Regions from separate parts of the Mus musculus genome. Here region 1 is linked to region 2. Evidence: chromatin contacts called from public HiChIP or PLAC-seq data. All regions are on one chromosome and are shown on one strand. The core of a region is the stretch at or near the end of the contact, and the rest is flanking DNA. Distances in the headings are between cores, read along the strand shown. Region 1 has its middle 8.5 kb from the start of Gm27204. Region 2 overlaps Prtg (protogenin).

What was found. HiChIP or PLAC-seq counts read pairs in DNA pulled down with a chosen protein or histone mark.
Region 1: a contact with region 2 is called in an H3K27ac HiChIP or PLAC-seq map of embryonic stem cells, with 7 read pairs. The contact joins two enhancer-like sites. A contact is called at or near these places in 1 of 115 datasets of contacts at active chromatin or transcription factors (embryonic stem cells) and 4 of 9 other capture datasets (adipose tissue, embryonic stem cells, liver and 1 more).

The regions. Positions count from the first base shown.
Region 1 is chr9:72,786,002-72,789,775 of GRCm38.p6, reverse strand. No RefSeq gene overlaps it. Among named protein-coding and RNA genes, the nearest start is that of Gm27204, 8.5 kb to the right of the region's middle. Within about 2 kb of position 1,830, at least 6 of the 459 cell types and tissues checked have an H3K27ac peak or open chromatin away from gene starts, as enhancers often do. A contact at or near this core is called in embryonic stem cells, where this site is marked.
Region 2 is chr9:72,910,902-72,915,070 of GRCm38.p6, reverse strand. Prtg (protogenin) reads right to left here. Exons shown (of 20, transcript NM_175485.4): 20 at 1-3,167. The coding sequence ends at 2,769. Among named protein-coding and RNA genes, the nearest start is that of Pygo1, 13 kb to the left of the region's middle. Within about 2 kb of position 2,815, at least 23 of the 459 cell types and tissues checked have an H3K27ac peak or open chromatin away from gene starts, as enhancers often do. A contact at or near this core is called in embryonic stem cells, where this site is marked.

The DNA of each region.
Region 1 (3,774 bases), core at 581-3,080, 120 kb after region 2:
GAAAGAAAGAAAGAAAGAAAGAAAGAAAGAAAGAAAGAAAGAAAGAAAGAAAGAAAAGAAGAAAAGAAAGAGATGGCAGAGGGAGGGAGGAAGAGAGAGAGAGAGAGAGAGAGAGAGAGAGAAGGAAGACCACATTTATAGAACATCTAATCTCTACCTATCTCTTCCTCAGTGTTGGGTGTTGGTCAGGAAATCCCCTTCCCCTCTCCAATACAAGCTGTTCATTGCATGCTACAGCTGGGTGTAAAGTCCCTGTTGCTGACAGCATTGTATACTTTGGTTGTAGGACAGGGAGAATTAGGCGGGAACTGAGTTAGAAGCCCCACTACCCACTGACTGCCATTCATAGTGCTAGAGGGCAGGGCACAGCTGCTGGAGGACTGTTACCACTGGTCCTACAAAGCTATGAGCCCACATGTCAACAGTAGCAGCATGCCAGGCCAGGTACGCACACTGATGTAATGGCGGCCCAGCTCTTATGCATACAGTGAACTATTTTTCAGGACTTGATGCCTGCTCCACTGGAGAGAACCTGAGGTTGGTAAGTATGTAAGTAGGAACAAAAATCCGGGGTCATAGGTCGTGGTGGGGGAACTACTAGTGTTTTGTTGAATGGATTCTACGTGCTTGTAAAGTCACAATATATTACTGCTGCTGTCAGCCTTGGTCAGTGAAGCTTCTTTTTGCAGTGGATGGTGGTTGCTATGGAAACTCATAACCGGTCACTCTTCTGGGAATAAATGCTTGTTGCTGTGGCACAGTGACATTTATGTCACCTTCTCTGAGCTTAGAGAATAAATACAGGGGCAGGAAGAATGGAAAAGCCACAAGAAGGAATAGCATGTTGTGTGGCTTTCCCTCTGAGTAGGACAGGATTTTTATCCCTTCACGTTGTTATTGCTGTTTGTTTGTTTTTTAAAGTGGTAAACTTCATGTGATGTGATTATATTACAATATTTAAGAGCTTTATTTATGTATTTATTTATTATATACAAGTACACTGCAGCTGTCTTCAGACACACCAGAAGAGGGCATCAGATCCCATTACAGATGGTTGTGAGCCACCATGTGGTTGCTGGGAATCGAATTCAGGACCTCTGGAAGAGCAGTCAGTGACCTTAACCGCTGAGCCATCTCTCCAGGCCAAAAGATTTATTTTTAAGTATGTGTCGGAGTTGGGAGGTGCCCATGTTGTAAGCACTCGTGGATGCTGGAAGAGTGTGTAAGATCCCTTAGAGCTGGACTAACAGTTGATTGAGAGCCACCTTTACGTGGGTACTGGGAACCGAACCCAGAGCTTCTGAAACAACAGCAGGCTCTCTAAACCCTGAACTCCCTCTAGTCCTGATCATGGACCTCTTAAACTGAGTACCTGGTCTCATCAGCATGAGAGCATGGCTCTCATGAAATGGGGTTTACTGACAATTCCCTCTTGGAGAGGTAGGAAACACGTGAGCCCTCACCCTTCCCCAAGGACATGTGAGGTGGGATGAGAATTTAGGTGTTATAGTTGCTGGTAGATTACCCGATGCCTTTCTTGCATTCATGTATAACCCCAAATTAACTAATTGGTTACCAAGCAAGGCTTGAGTGGAAACCTTTGTTTGCTCTGCCATTGACCCCTCTAGCTGGTGTGGATAGAAATGGACCCTCGGGGAAAGTCACATTCAAGCAGTTTGCCTTATAGGCTTGTCCTCTGATGACTCTAAATAGAGTTACTGACTTTTAGTTTGTAGACATTTTTTTCTTATGGGAATGGATGTGAAGGCCTCCAAAGCAAGAAGCAGAAGTCTCTAGACAGCCTATTGGAATAAGAAAGAAGCAGATGGCCCAGAGGAAGGAAGTAAAGAAGCAGGCAGTTGTAGGTCTTGTATAGTGGGAGTTTCTCCTGTCTGTAAAGCTCTGCCCATGAAGGGATTTAGAAACAAGCTCCCTACCTGTGCCCTCCATATCTTACCTTCTAGGGAGGGGCCTGAAGAGGAATTTCTCACCCCTGTATCCATTAGCTATAGCCAAGGTCCTAAGTTTACATAGTAAGGATGTAACTTTTCAAGTCTACCCCTGGGAGCTGGGAAGGGGTCTTTTTTTTTTTTTTAAAAGATTTATTTATTTATTATATGTAAGTACACCATAGCTGTCTTCAGACACTCCAGAAGAGGGCGTCAGATCTTGTTACAGATGGTTGTGAGCCACCATGTGGTTGCTGGGATTTGAACTTCGGACCTTTGGAAGAGCAGTCGGGTGTTCTTACCCACTGAGCCATCTCATCAGCCCAGGGGTCTTTTTAAGATGAATAGGAGCACAGGAAATATCCACCCCACTGTTAGATGTCCTTGCTTGGAGTCTCTTGTGAGAAGGGAGGGAAAAAGACAGCTGATGGATAAAAAGTACCATTACTGTCCAATTGCAAGAAGATGGAGACTGAAAAAATAAACTGGCTTTAATTTATTAATTAGCTAATTAATTAATTAATTAATTAATTAACTTTTTGAGACAAGGTGTACCATGTCCGTGGCTATAGCAGGGGATGGCTTTGAACTCCTTCCCAGTGCGCCATTACAGTTATGTATCACCAGACATGGTTCATGTGATGCTAGGAGATTGAACCTAAGGCTTCAGGAATACTACCAAGTATTTTCATTTATTTTTGTGAACTGAAGACCAGGCTCAACACCTTACAATCTACTAGGCCAGGGCTCTACCTCTGAGCAATGCCAGTGGCTTCAAATGTGTTCGGTTACCAAAGACTGAAGGGAAAGCTGCTGGAGGAGGCAGAAAGACAAGGTTACAGAGCAAGGGGCTGGAGAGATGATGGCTCAGTAGTTAAGAGAGGTCCCCCAGAGGACCAGAGTTCAGGTTCCAAGCACCCATGTTACATAGCCTCAGCTTCAGGGGTTCTGGTGCCCTTTTCTGTATTCCATGGGCACCACACTAACATGTTCACATGCACACAATTAAAAATAAAATAGTTCTCCACCCTTCCCATGCAGGAGAGGGGAAGGAAAGACTGTAGGAGTCAGAGGGGGTGAAGGACACCAGGAGAACATGGCCACTGAATCAATTAAGGAGGGCTCATATGGGCTCTTGAGTCAGGAAAACGAGGCCTACAAGGGCCTGTACCAGGTCCTCTGAGCACATTAGCTTAGAGTTGTTGTGGGAGGGACCCCCTAATAGTAAGAACAGCTGTCTCTGACTCTTTCATCTGCTCCCGGGACTCTTCCTGTTGCATTGGTTTTTTTTGCTTTGTCTTACCTTATCTCGTTTTGTCCTGTTTGGTTGGTGTCTCTGAGAGGCTTGCTCTTTTCTGAAGGGAAATGGAGCAGGAGTGGATCTGGGGGAGAAGGGTGGTTGTGAGGAGCTGGGAGGAGTGGAGGGAGGGTCAGGATATACTTGAGAGGAGCATCTATCTTCAGTTTTAAAAAAAGTATACAGAATGGGGGAGCTGGGTAGAGAGATGGCTCAATGGTTAGGAGCACTCCCTGATCTGGCAGAGGGTCTAGGATCTCCTAGTACCTGTATGGTTGTCCACAACTATCCTTAACTCCAGTTCCAGGGAATCTGATGCCCTCTTTTGAATTTCACAGACACCATACATGCGTGTGGCATACACATACATACATGCAAATAAACTATTCATACCCCTAAATTAAAAATAAATAAAGCTTTAAAAAAAAAAGCATACGGAACAAAAGAATTAATCTTAAATCCTCTGCTAATTTGGGTTACTTGGTGAAGATACCAATGGAGAGAGAAAATTGGGTGACTGATGGAAAG
Region 2 (4,169 bases), core at 1,566-4,065:
ACTTACAGGCTAAACTATATATTTTAATGGTCTTTGGTATGAAAATACCGATGAGCAGTATATTGTAATATTTGACATTAAAAAATGACAGGCAGCCAGGTTATCACCGCTTCCAGCAAATACGTTTTTGGAAAATGAAACAGTTTCTAATTTGCATGTCAGCTTATTTGGAGTTGAATACGATGAATAATGAAACCTCGAGGAAGACATGATAACCTTCACACTTTAGTTGGAATTTCGTACTTCAGACTTCAGAGAGGCTGGCTTTCACCAAGCCTAAAACCTCTGTTGAACATTAAATACTTTAGTCCATGACATTAGTAGTAATATTTATTTTTTTCTCTCCAACAAGTAATTTCAACAATTAGAAAATACATTAATACTATAGAGTTGAAGGTTTCGTTACTTGCTGGAGAAAAAAAAAACCTTACAGTTTAAAGAGTTTGTAACCATATGCTGGCAAGGAAATTAAAATTTATTTTAAACTCTGGTGACGGTAAGGTAGTTTATGTCACTAGCCTAATTAATTTTAACTATCAATATAAACCCTTCAGATTAGGGTTAGAAATTGTTTATATTCGAGTCTATATCTGTTTCTAGTGAATTGGATTTAAGGTACTTATCATAGAAATTTTACTGTCTACTGAAAATTCTTTGGTAACAGAATTGACAGAAAAGTCTGTATAAGAACAAAAAATGAACTAGTAAATAATTATAAGCTAAAGACCTATCATAACTAAGGGCCTATTTATCATTAAACAGAGCACGTTCTTCCAGAAATGTCCTGTCCCAGCCTTTCGGATGATCCAGGCAGGGAACACGGTTTAAATATGCATGGCCTTAAACCTGCTTTCCCCTTTTCGATCTGTTTGCTTCTGACTTGTGATCCCATTGTGCCCTTCATTTTAGATACTGAGAGAAGTTGGCCCACGTACTTCTACTTACGAACCAAACACCACCATACCCTGTCAATGCACCCGCCCATGCAACATGAGCTCAAGAGTAACAAAAAAGTCCCTGAGTACAGGAAAGAACAATAACACTAGAATAACTTTAAAAAGGAGGTAGTATAAACAGGAGCGCGAAGGCAGGGGAAGGAAGCCATTTTTTCTCCCCTCCGACTGTTTACCTAAAGCTCTGCTTTTTTTTTTTTTCTTTCTTCTTTCTTTTTTCCCCCCATTTTGCCGAGAAGCCCATGGTGAATGGGACAGAACTGTGCTGAGTAGTGCCTGGGCTTCTAAGAAAGTCCAATTTGGCACAAAACTTAGAATGACGATGAAAACTGTGGCAGTGTCAGGCTTTCGCAATAGATGACACTGGGGTGATAACACCATTTGGCAGGACCTGCCTTGTCTGTGCATGGAGGGACGGTTTCAAGGGAAAACCCACGGAGGGCTTTTCTTTTAAAATGCAATTCAAAGCCACTTCCAAAAAAATTTCAGGGAGGGCAAAACTCATGATTTTAAAAGGCTAAGGACTTGTTTCTTCTTTTCACAGCTCAGTCTTTGTCCTTCCCACGTGGCTCGGCACCTAGCATGTTGCCTTGTGACGGAGAAGGCTGCCGGATCAGAAGAGGAGACAATTTGTTGATTTTAAACCAGAGAATGAACTCGCTTCTGGAGTGTTAGTGGGCTACGAAGCCAGAGTTCAGCCGCCAGGGTGATAGGGAGCAAACCTGAGCTTCAAAAAGAGAGCAGCTTCATCAAGGTGCCAGATAGCACAGCTATCGCTAAGATCCAAGCTTTTTTTTTTTTAAGGCAAATTTTTGGTACCTTTTTTCCTAAACATCTTCGTGAATATTAAAAAGGTATAAGGCAAAATTTCTCACAATGGAAGGCACTGCTATTATGAAAACCTCAAGTCTGTCTTAATCTCTACTGTTTCGTTTATCTTCATTCTTAATATTTAATAACATTTCTTCTTTGCCCCATTTGAAGCCAAACTGAGATTTTAAAAAAGAAAATCTGAACCATTAAAAAAAAAATCCACTTTCCTACATTGTATTTTGCAGCTAGCTCTGTAAACTTTGAAAACGTTCCACAAGACAGCGCAGCCCTTGGCCGGCTGTGGAGCAAAGGGAAAGGTGGTTTTGCAGGCTGAGGGCAGGCTGATGCAGGCTGGAGCAAAATTCTCCTGCTCTGGTGTCCCAAACCCAACAGCTTTGCAAGGACACGATCCCCTATGTACTATGGAATGTTCTCTTCTCCAAAGAGACGTATTTGTTTCTTCCATTCAAATAAATATACTCCCATATTTTCTCCTCACAGCCAGAGGTGTTACATTATCACGGTTCTTTAAAAAAAAAAAAAAAAAATCAGAGCTTCAGATCAACATCTTTCCTCTCCTACCTATCGGACTCCTTCAGTCACACACAGCACACACACAATGGACACACAGCGTCACTAGCAAGTCCCGCTGGTTATGCCACTGAGAGAAACCAGCACTCGAAGAAGGCAGCACAGTTGTCTTCAGAGTCTGCCCACAGCAAACTGAGGTAGCTATTCAGCAGAGGGCTTAGGCAGTCTTCCCTCCGCTCCAGTGATTTATCTTAGAGTCCAGTCAAGCATCTTGACTGCCCTTTTTCACATTGTTGACAGTTGAAACATTCAAAATTCGTAAGCTTAAAAATAGTTTAAAAAAAAAGATAAAAAACAAACAAACAAAACAAACAATAAACAGTAAGACATCAAGATTTTCACAAAAGGCTTTGGCTCCCTGCTCATTGTCCTTCGAACAGGTGCTTGTTGTGAATCCCTGAGCGTGGCTGTCTAGACCGGAAAACCCTCGGCAGCATATCGCAGCCCCGCAGATGTCTGCGGAGCTGAGGTCTGCTCAGCTGGCAAGGGCTGCGCAGGGTCTCCGTGCTTCTTCGGTGCAGCATCCCCATCAGAATCGCCACCAGCGAGGGGATTCGAGGTGGGGGGCGTGCTGCTGATGACGGAGGACAGGTGTATCTCATCATTGGACTCATGGGAAAACCTTCCGGAATCCCCTGTCTCATGGCTGCCTTCACTGTTCGCTGAATGCTCTGTGTCAAGGGCAGTAGCCCCAAAAGGTCTTGGGAAGCTGGCGGTCTGGCCTGGGGAGCCGGGGGAATCTTCATCGCTGATCAGCACGGTGGTGCCCGGCTGGTAAAAGCAGACGGCCTGAGTAAATCTTCTTTGAGTCTAGGCAAGAATAGATAAGGTAGCCATGAGATAGCAAATAGTTCAAGTTCGAGAACAAGTTCCAGAACTCCCATTGTGCTGGCGGGAGTGGTGCAAGCCTTTAATCCCAGCATTTGGGAGACAGAGGCAGGCGGATGTCTGAGTTCAATTCAAACCAGATCCATTGAGCTAGCTACAAAACAGAGAAGGATACACAAAGAAACCCTGTTTGGAAAAGCTAAAACCAAAAACCAAAACAAAATAAACAAAAAAAAGGCATGTCATAAATGGACTGTCTGTGTGATCAGTGGCTCCCCCTAGGTGACTGGGAGCACTTCTGAACTAGAACCTTCCTTGGCAGGTCTGGAGAGATGGCTCAGCCACTAAGACCACATTTTGCTCTGATAGGACACCACATCTGGTGATTCACAATCATCTGTTACTCTAGCTCCAGGTGATCCAACACCCTAGGCTGGCCTCCTAGTGCTCTGTTCCCAGGGGCGACTAGTTACTGGCACACATATGTTAACTAAAAAGACAAAACAAAACAAAACAAAACAAAGACTTAAAAAAATAACAAGGCGGACTGTGGTAGCACAGGTTTTTAATCCCAGCACTCCAGAAGCAGAGGTAGGTGGATCTGTGAGTTAGAGGCCAGCCAGAGCTACTCAAAGAAATCCTGGCTCAAAACCAAAACCAAACCAAACCAAACCAACACAAAAAAACCAAACCAAACCAACCCCCCCTCCCAAAAAATGGAACCAAACCAACCAACCAAATAAAAATAACAAGCCGAGGTAGAGGCAGGCGAATTTCTGAGTTCGAGGCCAGCCTGGTCTACAGAGTGAGTTCCAGGACAGCCAGGGCTATACAGAGAAACCCTGCCTCGAAAAACCTAAATAAATAAATAAATAAATAAATAAAAAGAAAAAAATAACAAGCCCTTTGGTTATTCCGATATAACTCCTTATATCCCTCTCTTCTAAGTCTTCACACCCCACTGAAAACCACATCTCAGATTAC